2 separate regions of the Mus musculus genome follow, and region 1 is linked to region 2. The links are chromatin contacts, called in public HiChIP or PLAC-seq maps. All regions are on one chromosome and are shown on one strand. The core of a region is the stretch at or near the end of the contact, and the rest is flanking DNA. Distances in the headings are between cores, read along the strand shown. Region 1 has its middle 58 kb from the start of Gm17619. Region 2 overlaps Tmem189 (transmembrane protein 189).

Region 1 (4,171 bases), core at 1,663-4,162, 2.6 Mb after region 2:
GAATCAGTCAGAGCCAGCAGAAATACCACAAGAAGTTCTTGGTACATTTCTGTCTTCGAAGTGAAGACCGACGAAGAAGATGAGCAAAGACCGGCAAATCGTTGCATGACCTAGCAATGCAAGAGTGTCCTCTCACTGTCTGTGGGTCTATTCATACTCTTTCTAAGCACCATGCGACCTCTCAAGGGTCTGTTTCCAGCAAAACATCACATGCCCTCTCACGAGACAGCTTCCAGGAAAACATCATGTGGCACAACTGAGTTGTTAAAGAAACCAGAAATTTCCACTTCACATCTCCCTTTCTGCTTCAAAAAAACCCAAAAAACAAAAACAAAAACAAAAAAAAACCTTTTTCTTTTTTTTTTTTTTTTTTTTTTTTTTTTAAAAGATTTATTTATTTATTTATTGTAAGTACACTGTAGCTGTCCTCAGACACTCCAGAAGAGGGAGTCAGATCTCGTTACAGATGGTTATGAGCCACCATGTGGTTGCTGGGATTTGAACTCCTGACCTTCGGAAGAGCAGTCGGGTGCTCTTACCCACTGAGCCATCTCACCAGCCCTTTCTTTTTTTTTTTTTTTAAAAGATTTATTTATTTATTTATTGTAAGTACACTGTAGCTGTCCTCAGACACTCCAGAAGAGGGAGTCAGATCTCGTTACAGATGGTTATGAGCCACCATGTGGTTGCTGGGATTTGAACTCCTGACCTTCGGAAGAGCAGTCGGGTGCTCTTACCCACTGAGCCATCTCACCAGCCCTCTCTTTTTTTTTTTTTTTTAAAACCTTTTTCTATAACACTAGCAATCTACAGGTAAGGCTGGAGAGATGGCTCAGTGGTTAAGAACACTGACTGCTCTTCCAAAGGTGTGGAGTTCAAATCCCAGCAACCACATGGTGGTTCATAACCATCTGTAATGGGATCTGATGCCCTCTTCTGGTGGACCTGAAGACAGTGACAGTGTACTCATATAAAATAAATAAATCTTAAAAAAAAAAAAAACCACAAAAACCTACAGATAATAGGCATAATTATGAGAACCATGAAACTAGAACTTTATATCATATTTTAAATGAGCTGCTTATGTACAACGTATCAAATAATAGACAAAACAACGTTAAGTCTCTATCAAGATGTATTAATCTATGCCAAGGTAAAATATTTAAGATTAGTATTTTTATTTATTATATTTATTTATTTGTCATTATTTTTCCCCTTTCCCCTCTTTCCCTCCATTATTAGATAGAGGAGAGAGATCCCTGATTTAAACTTTATTTTGTGTCCTCCTTGACTATAAGGAATAAAAACCACTCTAGATGATAACAGTCATAGCACATCAAATGACCAAAAACATCTATCCCACTTTCTGGGAAAAGGGCAGGTCATGTCTTAAAATTACTTGTCTGGAGACAAAGATATTTTCTGGGTACCCTATGAAAATCAGAATATTGGCCAAATTCCAGGAAAGCTAGCTATATCTTTTTCTGTCCAGTCCCTGTGTTGTCTGTTAAGTCTATGTTTAGTCTCTGTGTGATCAACCATTTGGGCTTGCTCTTCTGAAGTTGATGTGGATATATATTTTGGAGAGACAGACTGAGACAGTCTGTGAGAGTGAGTCACCTAGGCTATTTGCTTTGGGAAGACATTCATGTCTTAGCTGATAGGAGGGTTTCCCTGGTCAGATCTAATCTTTTTAAGTTTTCTTGGTAGCCATATTTTTTTTCATTCCCCATAGATACATGAGCATAACCATGTCCCCATCTTAAAACGATTGCGTGCTTCCATTCTAATACCAACACATCCTTATAGTACGTGAGTTAGCCTAGTTCCTCAGATAACCCAGCGTTGCTGTTGTTCCTTTTTTTCTTTTTTTAACCAATATTAAGAAAATTTAGAGTTAACAAAGCATTATTTAGTCTGTCCCTGGGGATTTTTACTCTTCCTTTTTGTTTAATAAGCATCTCTTTTATGGTATGATTGGCTCTTTCTACAATTGCTTGCCCTGTGGGATTGTGTGATATACCAGCATTATGTTTTATACTGTACATATTACAAAGAATTGCTTCATCTTATTGGATACATGTGTGGGAGCCTTATCAGTTTTAATCTGTGCAGATATCCTCATAAGTTTCTATCATACAGCTTGTAATTTTAGCTCCAGGGGATGTGGTGCCCTCCTGTGATCTCTTAGGGTTCCAGCACACATGTACACACAGAGACACACACACAATGCATAATTAAAAATGAATTCTTGGATATATCAGAGAATAGGAGAGAATCTCAGTACACAAAGGCATGATGGTAAATGGTGTCCACCACTGAGTATTGCTTCAGGAAGTGGGGTGCCGAGCAGAAGGAGAGTGGGGGACCAAGGAGAGCATCCATGAGTAACCAAAGGCACAGGGAAAGAGTTTAGCCATTTTCTAAGTCCGGGCCCTTGAGAGTTAGTTCTCAACTGCAACCCAGCACATTTCTTATGCAAAGTGTGGGGGTGAATAGAACAGAGCTGTGAGGACCAAAATCCCAGATGCATCAGCTGTCTACACTGTTACACTGTTCTGGGCTGGGAGCTGGGAGTAGAGTTTAGTCGTGGAGGTAGAGAACACATTTATGAGGTCAGTGCTCTAGGGCTTGTTCCCAAAGTGAAAGGACAGTTGTGAGGTGGGGTTAAGGGGAGGGAAGAAAAGTGTGTCTGTGTGTGTGTGTGTGTGTGTGTGTGTGTCTGTGCGCTTGCGTGACTGTAAAGTAGGGCTATAGAAAGAGAGGCTTCAAGGTTAACATATGGTAGATGCAAGCCATTCGACAGAGAAAGACTAAAACCCTTCTCCACGTGGGCTACTTGCAACAGAGCGTGTCTTCTCAATCTAACCATGGGGGAAGGCAGCTGCTGTACAAATGATCTTCCGAAGGTCACGTGACTCGGGCTCCAGTGCTTTTGAGAGTCTGCCTGCCTCTCTCCGGAGCACTTCCCTTTTCTTGATAAACCTTTTCTGTTTCTGTCACTAACCGCAGGTCTCTGGTGTAGTTCTTTGTCCTGGGACACGAGAACCTGTATATTTTTGCCTGTGTCCCCCAGACTCTGGTCTGTAGTGAAGCAGAGGAAGGAAGGATGAGAAAGAAGGAAAGGAATTGACCGAAACTTAGTGTTTTCTAGAGGCCAGAGTGGGCCTCACTGCGCTTCGTTCAAGACTTGGGGCTGATGTCTATTGGATGTTGGGGGGAAGCTGCCTCACTTCCATTCCCAGCTTTAGACCTCTCTGGTTGTCTCCATGTCTGGCCCTTCTCTCACCTAAACCTCCGTATCCCAGACACACATCTCCCAAGTGCTGGGATCTCTGGCTCTGTTTCCCCCAGAGCTGAGCAGGCACTCACTGGGAGCCTGTGATTATACCAGGCCTACTTGTGTGTTATGATCCTGTAAGAGACTGAGTGACTTATAAAGAACAGAAACAAATGTATTGGCTCATGGATCTGGGGCTGGGAGGTGGAAGGGCACAGAAGGGCACCCGTTGAGGGTCTTCCTGCTTAGCATTCTATGGTGGAAGGAGAGAGGGCCAGTAAGGATTCGAGACAGCAAAAAGCAAGATGCAGTTCACTTAAAAAAAATTTAGGCCGGGTGTGGTGGCCCACGCCTTTAAACCTAGCACTAGGGAGGCTGTGGCAGGTGGGTTTCTGAGTTTCAGGCTAGCCTGGTCTACATTGTGAGTTTGAGGCTAAATAAGGGAGACCCTGACTAAAACTCTCTCTCTCTCTCTCTCTCTCTCTCACACACACACACACACACACACACACACACACACACACACACAGAGACACACACAGACATACACCTCCCAAAGTGCTGGGATTATAGGCATGTGTCAGCCTACCCAACTGGTTTATGGCCTTCTGATAGGGTTCCTGTGACAATATGACAACGTGGTGATTCATAACTTACCAGTGAGATCAACAAACTAGAGTGCACACAGAGACAGGCCTCTGTTAGGAACTGAAGATGGAGATCAGATAGTGAATTTCTAGTCAAAACTAGTCCTTGTCAGGATTGGGCTGGAGCTAGCCTTACAGCACAGCTTCATGTATCCTAGAGCAAAGATGGATGCGCTGTCCAGGAAACAGCTGGGCTCTGCCCTGGGCTGCAGGATTGACCTGTGTGGGCTTGCAGCTCATGACC
Region 2 (3,680 bases), core at 895-3,394:
GGGCATCACTGCCTTCCTAGGCCTCAGCTGAGCTGCCTAGAATCCCAGCACCTGGGAGGCTGAGGTGGGAGGATCCAGAGTTAGAGGCTAGCCTGGGCTACAGCAAACATAAGCAATTCCTTACTTGCAATTTTGTCTCCATCCCACCTATCCCACCTGGCTTGTATCATGGACTCAGTTTTGAGCTTTCCCTTTGTTTAGTTTTTTTGTTTTGTTTTGTTTTGTTTTGTTTTTCAAGACAGGGTTTCTCTGTATAGCCCTGGCTGTCCTGGAACTTACTTTGTAGACCAGGCTGGCCTCGAACCCAGAAATCCGCCTGCCTCTGCCTCCCAAGGCTGGGATTAAAGGTGTGCGCCACCACAGCCGGGCTCTTTGTTTACTTTCAACCTGCTCAGAACTAGCTTGGGGTAGCCCTCCCCTCCCCATGAGCTGTGTGAGATCGTGTGTGTTACTTAACATCTCTGTGTCCCACTTTCTCTTGTGGAACAGGAGTGGTGAAGATGTAAAAGATCGCAGTGGTGACTGTTTATCAAGTCTCAGCAGGACACGCTCTCTGTCTGTGGCCTCTCTGTCACTTTCTTACCTGTTAGTAGCATTTAGCTTACTCGACAGAGGTGACCCACAGAATGGGACAGAGGGATGGAGCCCAAGTCAAACACATGGCAGTGGCATAGCTGGCTCCTAAGGCCTTGAGATTCAAATCAGGAATAGGAGGAGCCACGTACACATGGGGAAACTGAGGCAGAGAGCCTAGCAGTGTCCCTGCCCTTCCTTCACCCCCTGCACCTTCTTGTCCTTTGAGCCTCTGCCCTCACTGTTCCTCTCTGCCCGGAACATTCTTCCTCTCCAGGATGCAGTTCAACAACTTGCTTTCCTCCGAGGCTTAGGGTCCTGGCTCCGTGCCCTTCCTAAGACCTGAGTTACCTGGGGCACCGTGGGCTCTGGTTTAGGACTGGACCTTGGTTTTGCGACATCAATGGGCTCAATGCTGCGTGGGGTAGCAACTGGCACACAGTAGGCCCTCAGAGCTGACCCATTAGGGTAGCTGGGAATGAGGAGCTGTACAGGCCTGTGCCAGTGTCCTCCATCCCTCAGTTTCTGACTGTAAACTGGTTGCCTGGCCCAGGTTCTGAGTTGCAATGGTGCTTTTGGACTCTCATTGACGGGGGACCAAGGCCTTGGGGGTGCCATGAGGCCTGTGGGTGAGAACCTCTGGACACCTCCCAAGAGAGTGAGACTGTAACCCAGGTGACAGGAGGAAGGATGCAGGCTACCTTGGGAATGGAATCCCAGTGTCCAATCTGTTTAAAGGCAGCTGCTAAGGGTAGGTTTTTAGAAGCCAGTGGTACCTGTCCAGCCACCTGGCTACTTATCCACAAATTTACCTACCCATGCATCCATCCACCTCCTACCTAATGTGTCTATGCACTATCCATTCATCCCTCCACCCACCTACCTGCTCATCTCTCTATTCACCCATCCAAGCATAGGCAGTGGGGCCAGAGAAGCGGTGGAAGATGATAGAAGGGCTCCACTGCCTAGCACCGGGCAGTCCTGTTGCTCAGTGAAGACAACGTGCCCCGAAGAGGACTTGCTGCTACCGGGCACCCCAGCAGGTCTGGGGCATTACTGCAGGACCCACTGTCTACTATGAATGGTGTAGACATACTGCCTCTAAGCAAGCAAGGGTTGGGGAACCTGTCTCTAGCTAACTACACTGCTCTGCCTCTTGCCAAATTTGGGCTCAGCATCCTTCCAGAGGCCTGTCCCAGTATCACTGACCAATGACAGATTTAAACACCGCCATCCTGACAGTTATGGGGAATACTGGTCCTGTGGTAGAGCACGGCAGGGGCTCCAAGTCCAGGCTTCTTGTCCTGAATGTCCGGCCCAGGCCGTGGATGAGATGATCTCTTCCTTCCCCAGGTATGGCTGGAGTTTGATTAGAACTGTACCTAACCTGCACACCCTGGTGTGCAGGCTTATGTGGCTCAAGGCTGTACCTCTCTGACCAGCCAAGGTCACCACGCGGCTTCCTCTTCATGTGGAGCTTAAGGGGCCAGCAAACCTTCTATAACAAAGCTAGACACGGAGGCAGCCAGCTCTGTGGCCACATAGTCTCTGTTGTTATGACTCAACCCTGCCAACATCACAGGGTGACCACAGGCAACGTGTCAGTCAGCACAGGGGGTGAGGGATGATGCGATGGTATTGTTGTAATACCTTGTTTGCAAGTATTTTGGGTTTGGCTTGCTTCACTGGGCTAGCACATCTGGAGTCACTCATGTGTCACATGCATTGGCCATTTCCCTTTTTGCTGGTGACTACTGTGCCATCATCTGGTACAATGCACGCAGCCCCCACTGGACCTTTACGGAGCCCTGGGTGCATTGCTCGTTCATGGAGAAGCCCATGTGCTCACAGATTCCCCCATCCCCTGGTCTGAGGACAGCAGAGACATTGTGTTTTTTTGAGACAGAGACTCATGCAGCCCTGGTTGGCCTTGAACTTTTCTGATCCTCCGGTCTCAGCCTGTCAAGTACAAGGGTGACAGGTGTGCAAACATACCCTAACAGACGGTGGCACTAAGGTTCTTCTAGGCTCTCTACTTGCTGCCCTCTGGCTGAACACAGAGCTTGCAGCTTTGGCTAGTCTAGCAAGCCAGCTTGCCCTGGGGATCCCATCTCCACCTAACGGCTGGGATTATAGGTAGGCTGCTATACACACTTGGATTTTTTCTATACGGGATGCGAACTCTAATACTCACCCTTGTAGAGTGAGCGCTTTATCCGCTGAGCTACCCACCCAGTCCCAACACTTACTTACTTTATTGGCAGGGTTTCATCATGTAACCTTGGCTAGCCTGGAAATTGCTAAGTAGACCAAGCTGGCTTCAAACTCAAAACTCTGCCTCCCGAGTTCTGAGATTAAAGACACTTACCACTATGCCTGACTTCTGTTTGACACCATAGAGGTTTCTTTTCCCTTTTTTTTTTCCTTCCTTCCTTCCTTCCTTCTTTTTTTGGTTGACACTTTTTCTTTTAAACCAGAGCACACTGGACTTGAGTGCATCGACTCTGTTAGTCCTTGTGGACCAAGGTTAGTGTGGTTAAGCTCCTTCCCCTTAACTGTCCTGGGCAGTTAATCCTCTGTGATCAGAACACAGTAGAACAGCATTACCAAGTCAAGCCAGGGTGGCCTTTGGGAGCCTCTTTCCAGTACCCAGCACTGCCAAGGGCGTCAGGAAAGTGCGCTGTATGGGCCTCACTACTGACTTAAGTTTGGGCTGAGGCTGTCTCAAAAGAGGCCGGGAGGGGTGCGTGGTAACATGGGAAAAAACCCAGAAGGTGCTCCTGGTCCAGGGCAAAGTGACCTCACAGTGGCGAGCTACACTGAGCTGTTCTGCTGATACCAATCAGGCCAGGAGAGCATCACCACTCTAGACTCTGAGGCATCCTAATAATTCTAACCAGTGTTCCCAAGTCAGCCAAGATTGCAAGTGAGGCGTCAGAGGGAGACCGCCTTCCCAGTATGTGTATGGGCCTGAGTTCTGCCCCCAGCACTCAGGAGGCTGAGCATCGGGAGTCTGGGCTACAGAGAGAACTTGAAGGCAGCCTGGGCTGTGGCTGAGAAACTGCCACAGACCAATGATCCTCAAATAGGGCCATGACAAGTAACCA

Evidence for each region. HiChIP or PLAC-seq counts read pairs in DNA pulled down with a chosen protein or histone mark.
Region 1: a contact with region 2 is called in an H3K27ac HiChIP or PLAC-seq map of large pre-B cells, with 4 times the contacts expected there. The contact joins two enhancer-like sites.

What each region holds. Positions count from the first base shown.
Region 1 is chr2:170,249,934-170,254,104 of GRCm38.p6, forward strand. No RefSeq gene overlaps it. Among named protein-coding and RNA genes, the nearest start is that of Gm17619, 58 kb to the left of the region's middle. Within about 2 kb of position 2,913, at least 131 of the 459 cell types and tissues checked have an H3K27ac peak or open chromatin away from gene starts, as enhancers often do.
Region 2 is chr2:167,647,262-167,650,941 of GRCm38.p6, forward strand. All of the region lies in intron 2 of Tmem189 (transmembrane protein 189), which reads right to left. Among named protein-coding and RNA genes, the nearest start is that of Tmem189, 12 kb to the right of the region's middle. Within about 2 kb of position 2,145, at least 85 of the 459 cell types and tissues checked have an H3K27ac peak or open chromatin away from gene starts, as enhancers often do.